Linked DNA regions of Hordeum vulgare: region 2 is linked to region 1. A link is a contact called in public Hi-C data. All regions are on one chromosome and are shown on one strand. The core of a region is the stretch at or near the end of the contact, and the rest is flanking DNA. Distances in the headings are between cores, read along the strand shown. Region 1 holds the start of LOC123429446 (probable WRKY transcription factor 72). Region 2 holds the start of LOC123424705 (probable tRNA (guanine(26)-N(2))-dimethyltransferase 1).

What was found. Hi-C and Micro-C count contacts between places; a contact is called where the count stands out from the background.
Region 2: a contact with region 1 is called in a Hi-C map of leaf, with 3 times the contacts expected there. The contact joins the promoter of LOC123424705 here to the promoter of LOC123429446 in region 1. A contact is called at or near these places in 3 of 6 Hi-C or Micro-C datasets (leaf and seedling).

What each region holds. Positions count from the first base shown.
Region 1 is chr2H:38,937,567-38,941,758 of MorexV3_pseudomolecules_assembly, reverse strand. It overlaps LOC123429446 (probable WRKY transcription factor 72), which reads right to left and starts at 1,813. Exons shown (of 3, transcript XM_045113481.1): 1 at 1,363-1,813; 2 at 445-549. The coding sequence starts at 1,673. LOC123424704 (E3 ubiquitin-protein ligase SHPRH-like) reads right to left here. Exons shown (of 19, transcript XM_045108372.1): 17 at 3,804-3,955; 18 at 3,261-3,522; 19 at 2,579-3,178. The coding sequence ends at 2,918.
Region 2 is chr2H:39,374,978-39,378,662 of MorexV3_pseudomolecules_assembly, reverse strand. LOC123424705 (probable tRNA (guanine(26)-N(2))-dimethyltransferase 1) reads right to left here and starts at 2,237. Exons shown (of 13, transcript XM_045108373.1): 1 at 1,870-2,237; 2 at 1,366-1,447; 3 at 1,128-1,270; 4 at 822-909; 5 at 561-682. The coding sequence starts at 2,100.

The DNA.
Region 1 (4,192 bases), core at 564-3,063:
CTAGCTAATACTAATACCCCAATACAACAACTGGTGCTATATAATACTCCCTTTGTTCCTAAATATAGGTCATTTTAGATATTTCATTAAGAGACTACATACGAAGTAAAATGAGCAAATCTACGCTCTAAAATATGTCTATATATATATATATATATATATTTGTATGTAGTTTTCTAATAAAATCTTTAAAAAAATTATATTTAAAAACGAAGGGAGTATAAGCATGCACATATGCATGCATGCATTTGATCAATGGAAAAGCTCAACTTCCCCTTAAAGGATAAAGTTAAAAAACCCAACTAGGAACTAGCTAGCTAGGGTGTGCAACTAGTTAATTAACCAGTTGGCAAGTGTGTACTCGTCTAGCTAGCTTCAATATCAGTGATTCCATAGTCATTCTTTGCTTATACTTGGACAGCTCGGCATATTGAAATGGTGTACCTCGGGTTAGTAGAGTCATGTATCTGTTTCTGTCCATACTTCCTCCATGACTTGCCATCTGTGAGCGTCGTAGCGGTGACCGTCCTGCTTAGAGGGCTCTTCATCCTGCCATTGAATAACAGATAGGATTAATTACCACTTCCAACTATATATGATTTGATATACCAACTGGAGTATATATGATTTGATATACCCATGCATGCATGCATGCTGAAGTAATCCTAGTGGCATGTACTCCCTCTGTTCCTAAATATAAGTCATTTTAGAGATTTTACAAAAGGAATACATACGAAGCAAAATGAATGAATCTATATTGTAATGTATGTCTATATACATCCGTATGTTACGGCCCTGTTTGGTTCATAAGTCCTAAGACTTTCTTTAGTCCCAACTTATAAGTCTCAAGTCCCTAAAAAGTTCTTACCTGTTTGGTTCCTAGGACTTAACATGAACTAAAAGACCATATTACAACTATAAGTCCTTATAAGACTCTCCTTGAAAGTCTTATTTCATAAGTCTCAACTGCCCACTTTAAGTCCCTATAAGTCCCTCATGTTTGATTTAGATGGGACTTAAAGAGACTTATAAGTTCTAAGTCCCTAATAAGTCCCTGTAACCAAACACCTCCTAGTCTTCTAGTGAAACCTCTAAAAAGACTTATATTTAAAACCGGAGGGAGTATGTACTAATTTTCAATCTGATAACACAGGAATCGGTCATGAGAGGTCGTCCCCTGATCATTGGCGCTTAAAAGTTCCCCCACTAGGTCAGCCAAATTAATATTCCGATTTGCAAAAGGGAAAGTTGAAGGACAAAATAATTTGTCAAATCGCATGCGTACTGAAGTGCATCCGGGAGATACTACTATAGCTAGCTACTTGTCGCACGGTTGATAAAAGGGTTTTAGAGTTTCCTCACCTTCCCCTCGGGCTGCTCCGGCGGTGCGGCCCGGACGACGCCGCGCCGGGTCTCTTCCTCCTCCCGCTCGGCCCCCGGCCTGCTCCTGACAACGACGACGCCACGCCACCATCGCCGGTGCCGAGAACGACCGAGAAGGCGCTCGACAGCTTGGCCATCATCCCGTCCACCAGCTCCCCCGCCTCCACGGTCGTTGGCCCAGGCGAAGACTCGTGCAACACGGTCTGCAGCACCGCCACGCGGTCGCGTACATCGACCAGGTCGTCTAAGACCGCCGTCACCGGTGAGCGCCCGCCGCCGGAAGACGCCATGCCAGCTGCGGAGAGAGGAAGCGAAGCTCTGGCGGTGGTGCTGCTGCTGCGGAGCGGAGTAGAGTCAGTATAGGGTTAGCGTGCCGCAGTTTTTATCGGCGTGCTGGACGCGAGGTGGGAAGGTGGGGGGAAAAGTAAGAGGAAGCGGCGAGGAACAAGAGGAGGCGAGCGCGTGCGGGGCAAGGCGACGTCGGGGCGTCATCGGCGTGACTCGGCCGAGTGAGCTCATCACCGATCCCTCTCATGCATGCATGGTCGTGGGGCCATGCATGGCACCGGCGCCGCCGCTATCTCTATCCGGCACAAATGGTTTGCACAGTCATGATGTGAGCACTACGATTAATATACCATTAGTTAGTTCTTACTTACCGTAAAGGGCCAATTGATGGGTGACACTTCTTCTTACAGGCCACAGAAATCGCGGTGCTCACCAAGGAAAATATAGTAAAAGAGTAAAGCCTATAACTAGCAAACTGGTCACTGGGGAAGAAAAATATTTCTAACTTTACCGGCTCTCGCGTCGTCCCCGCAGACGGCTCGGGAGCGACCTAGCCGCCGCCGCCAGCAGCCCACCCACCTCCCCGTCTTCCCCTCGCCGCCGCCGGCAGCGGTCGCCAGGCAAAGCCTGCGCGGCTCGGCGGCGGTGGGGCCACCTTTTCCTCCCCCGATGGCGGCTGGCGTGGGCCGGTGGTCTCGGCGGGAGCACGGGCCGGTGTACTCCCTCCGTTCCTAAATATAAGTCTTTTAAGAAATTTCGTTAGAAGTCTACATACAGAGCAAAATGAGTGAATATACACTCTAAAATATGTCTATATACATCTGTATGTAGTCTATTAGTGAAACCTCTAAAAAGGCTTATATTTAGAAACGGAGGAAGTAGTCCACAGTGTAATCTCTATAATCTCTAAAAGGTCTTAAAGGTCTTATATTTAGAAATGGAGTACATGAACATTTCGCACCTGACACAACTTGTACGGCAGAATCACCATGACAAAGATAGAAAGTGAGATGGTTCACGACACATGACAAAAGAATCACAAGTTCACCGTCCCCCTAAACTACACCCTCACGGAGACACCGGCTCCAGTGCTCTACGCCATTCAATCGGTGATGCCAGAACTTCATGACCACACTAGTCTACATTCATCTAAAATTAGGGTCGTCTCCTGTAATCTGGAGATTCTTACGAGCACTGGAATTTCCGGTTACACCAAGACTACCTCTTATAACATCATGGTGGTTAATCATGTTGCTCCATTGATGGCCCTCATTTGTGCAGCCAGCCCCGCAGCAAGAGACGGGGGTAAACTCCTCAAGGTATCACCATGATCCTTATCGCCCTCCTCCGGAGGTTGATCAGGTGTCACCACAGGAAATAGTGACTCCACATCCTCCAACGTCAGAGCAAGCTCGTCTTTGAAGTTTTTCAACCTGCGGTTGATCGTGGAGTAGACAGCTCTGCCCCTGTTCATTTTATATACGCTGTCTTCTATTGTTTTCTTCACCTGGACACCAGTAGTTCTTTGGTTTTTTTCTCTCCAAGAACACTTTCAATGAAATAAATGAGCATAGAATGCAGTGGCTTACTATAAACCGGTGAATGAATGTGCTCTTGTCTTGCCCAATTCTATGGATCCTACTGATAGCTTGTGCCTCCGCTGATGGGTTTAGTAATGGCTCCAGTAGAATTACATGCTGTGCTTCCAGTAGATTCAGACCGTTTGCACCATGCTGAATAGGCATTAGCAATACTTGAACATGCCGCATTTTGGAAACTGCCTTCTTCGCTTTCTTTCCATTTATACTGGATGTCAGGCCTTTAAATTGACAGAGCGCCAATTCTGATTTCCTGAAGGAAAATGAACTTGCATTAAGCAACTGGCATTGTCCATAAGATCAGTAACAACTAGCAACACAACTGGAAGCAGAACAAGAGAAACGAAAAGAAAAGATGACTTCAAGATATCTAATACTCCCTCCGTAAACTAATATAAGAGCGTTTGAATCATTACTTTAGTGAGCTAAACACTCTTATATTAGTTTACAGAGGGAGTATCATAATAAAATTACTGAGCTCGGCAGTGAGACAAATAATTAAAGCATGTATGGCCTGGGTTACACTTATCTCACCTTCCGCCTTTCATCCGAGCATAACATACATTGTTAGCAGCAAGGGAATGCTCTAATACATCAAGGACATCATTCCAACTTGAAAAAACAAGTATTTTGGCTGCCCCATCAGTTGAAGTGATCTTCAAAATTCTTCTTGTCACAGCTTCAATCTTAGTCCAAGTAAAAGAACAAAAAGATTTCATTAGTTATCAAATCTAGCTTGAACACGTATGTACTAATTAGACAAGCCTGAGTTGGACAGCTTGGTGAGGTACATGGCCTATGAACCTGTGATTCCGCTTGTTGTCACAGCTCCAATCTTAGTCCAAGTAAAAAAGAACAAAAATATTTGGCAGAGTAATCGTACCCAACTTGAACACATAGTTATTAATTAAACAAGCCTCAGT
Region 2 (3,685 bases), core at 988-3,487, 440 kb before region 1:
CAGAGGAGAGGTTCAGGCTGGCTGGGCCACCTCGTGAATGGGCCACCAAGTCATAGGCTATTTTAACAGGGCCTATTTCACCTGTCAATGGTGCCAAGGTGCCACAGGCCCACAGCTTGTTTGGCCTTCCAACTGTATCTTATTTTGCATTTTTTTCAAGGAGTTTGTTTTTTAGGATCATATGTAAGAAAGCAAATAAAAAAAAACTTATGATGATACTTCAAGTGTTTGATTTCTATGCAAGACATAAGGCATTACAGCATTGAGAGGTTGCAAGTGCCTAGAAACAGATTCGCACGAGCAATCATATCAGCTATATGGTTTTTGTTTCTTGCTTTTGTAGGATCGTAGCATTGCAGCGTGATATGTAAAAATCTTAGGCAATACTGAATTTTACGACACTGAGTTCTGAATTTCCCAGATATATATAGAAACATAATTTATATCTTTTTGATTTGATTTTCTACTTAGCCAGGAAACAAATATAAAGTAAACTATAGTTACTTGTCCAAACATTTGCAACTGACATTTAATTTTCCTTTAAAGCAGTAAAGCCATACCACATCGAATTCTTTCGGGTGAGTGAGCATGAAAATGCGAGCATCAGCAAGATGTGGCACGACCTTCGAAGAAGCAAGAATGCCATTGTGGTAGATATTCCTTTTACAGGATTCTATAGCTACTGCAGTTAATAAAACAAATGTTTAGCATCATCAAACATAAAATAGGGTGTTATTTCCAAGGACTAAATATATCGTTTGCAACCAAATTTTTTTATGAGAAGTCATCTGTAACATTCTGACAGAAATATCAGAATTTACCATCATTATTGTCAAGAGCTATAACTTCCCCAATTCCATCCACCTCAAGTGCGTATCGGATAGCTCTTAACCCTGATGCAGCCAAAGCCTACAAAATTCATGACAAGAAGGATCTGAAATGAAAAGATCGGCATTTTTTATACAGATACTACTGCCATACTAAGGTTATGTACTCAAAGCTTGAAGTCATTTCTTGATAAGGGAGTACAGTCTGTATATAATATAAAAATGGAAGAACTTCCAGAAGAAATATATATCATGGCATATCACAGCTTGCATTGAAACAACAGGACATCATAAATGCACCTCAAGAACTTTAGGTGCTTTAAGGCTCGATTCCTCTCTCAATACAGAGTCTTCAGATCCTGTGGTAGCCGGGTCTAATCCATCGGCATGCTGCTCCTGTGGTATTTCAGCATGCTGCTCCTGTGGTATTTCAGCATGCCTGCCTGCTTCATCAGAGAAATCACTCAGGCATTTGTGGATTTTTTTTGATCGGAAAAGGTTTGTGAACTAGCAGTGCAAATTGTGCCCAAACGAATACCTTTTAATTGGATATCATGTTCTTCCCGTCTTTTCGAAATAAACCATCTCAAGACAGCAATGGAAAGGTCTCTGTTGTTAACCTGGTGAACTGAATTCATAAGTAAAAAGAACTTAAACATATTTCCAAAGCTACCATCAGATGATAATTCGGATTTCCAAAGGGAATTTTGAATAGTAGTTACAGTAGATTGTCCTTTTGTGAGTTGTGATGATACTGTTGGACAGTGAAGCTACATTTGCCATGGAATATAGCAGTGCAGCTAACACATCTGGTTTAAGTCTGTAATTCTTGCAGTTCTAAAGAAATGAGGTGTTCAGCAGTAATCGAAACCATCAAAAAGACAAGCAATTAAGTTTCCTCAAGGAACTAAATTCGGATAGTACTATTACGATTGCACTACTGTTCATGCAACCATCAGATGAAGCAGCAATGACACAAGGCTAACAAAAAAAAACACATCAAATCTACAGCAGACATAGACAAGGAGCTCGGAGGCGAAACCTGAGCCTTGTTGAAAAAGACCGAATTGGACTTGTCCGCAAATATCTCCGCCCGCCCTTCCCTGACGGTCTCCGGGGACGCGCCTGTCTCCGGCGGCTCCGAGGAGAAGGCGGAGGCGGAGGCGGAGGCGGACGAGCAGGGACAGGAGGCGAACCAGAGGCTGAGGACGCGGTTAGTGGATGAATGCACGCGCGTGTTGAGGAAGCGAGAGAAACCACATGCTATGGTCATCGAATCGCCCGAGGACGCCGCATGGGGAGGAAGGAGTCGCGACGGCGAGCGGTCGGAGGCGGCCGTCGACCTTGGGGCGCCGGAGGAGTGGAGTATACTTTGGATAACAGCGGGAGGTGTTTGCGGCGTCTGCGGGTGCGGGACGCGCCGGAGGTGGGGTTCGGGCTGGCTGGGCCACCTCGTGAATGGGCCACCAGGGCATTGGCTCTTTTAACCCAGCCCAAATTCATCTATATATGTCAACTTCCCTTTTTCTTTATTTCTAAAAAAAAAACTTCCTTTTTTCTTTTAGAAATACAGATATGCGTGTTTACCTTTATAGGGATAAATATATGCACATATATATGAACGTTTGTGTCTCTACTATGTTCATAAAATAAAATGAACTCACAAAAGTCTGACTAATCGAGAGCCACCCAGCTTAAAGATATGTTCAAGATATACTGCCTGTATAAATCATGTTTCTCAGAAATGCTGAGCTCAGCAAAACATAGGCCCTACTAATGGGTGTTGTTGTGTGCCTTCACGACATATCAATAAAGTCATATGTATCTATCTTTAGGCTATAAGTATTTAAGTGGGGATGGCAATGAATAGGGTATAGATGGATACAACCTCCTTCTATCCAAACCCATAACCATAAAATGGGTTGGTCCATATAAGTTAAATGTTAACCCCATATGTTATAGAAGTTATTTTATTTTTTTGGTATTCATTGGGATATCCATGGGCGAACTTTCATATCCATGCCCTATCCATATATTTTACGGGTATGGATACCCATTGCCCAAAAGTACAAAATCTCTTCAAGTATTGCCCATGCCCATAATATTCGGGTAGGGTACTCACGGGTATCTAGCTTTTGGCTATAAATATTCGATATATATTGGTGAAGTCAATACGTAAAGGCATGCACAATGCTTAATAAGATGGTATTTTTCTTATGCATTTCACATCATCTAGAGAAGATAAAAGGTACCTTATACAATGGATTGCCTTTGTCTATAGCCATTAAAAACATAAGACATAGAGATGGCATCTCATACGCCAAAGAGAGATGTCACATCTTTGATAGCATCTCTTATATATAAGAAAAAACAAACCTCTTTTTTCATTTATCTCTAGTCCAACTTATCAACTATTCTTGGTGACATTGCTAAACATAATAATTGCATTAGTCCTAACTATATTTTGGCTATATAAATCAAAATTGCCCCTCAAAAAATAAAATCAACGCTGGTTTGTTTTCAGAACATCTAACCTAATGTCCCGCTATGCAACATAGTATAAGCAATTGCCAAATTTTAGGGTTGACCCATGGGTCGAAAATAAGAAGAAGATGAATTTGTTTGGGCCATTCTTTTAAATCCTAAATCAAGTCTTCTTGTTTCTGGCCTATCATGTGAATTCAAGTAACTTTATGGCATAATCTATATAAAAAGAGGGAAAATCCATGAATTTAAGGACACACTCACTCTGTAAACTAATATAAGATGTTTTTAGATCACCAAAGTAGTGATTTTTTTTTTGAAAAGAAGGTTAAACCCCAGCCTCTGCATCAATGTGATGCACACATCCATTGTTT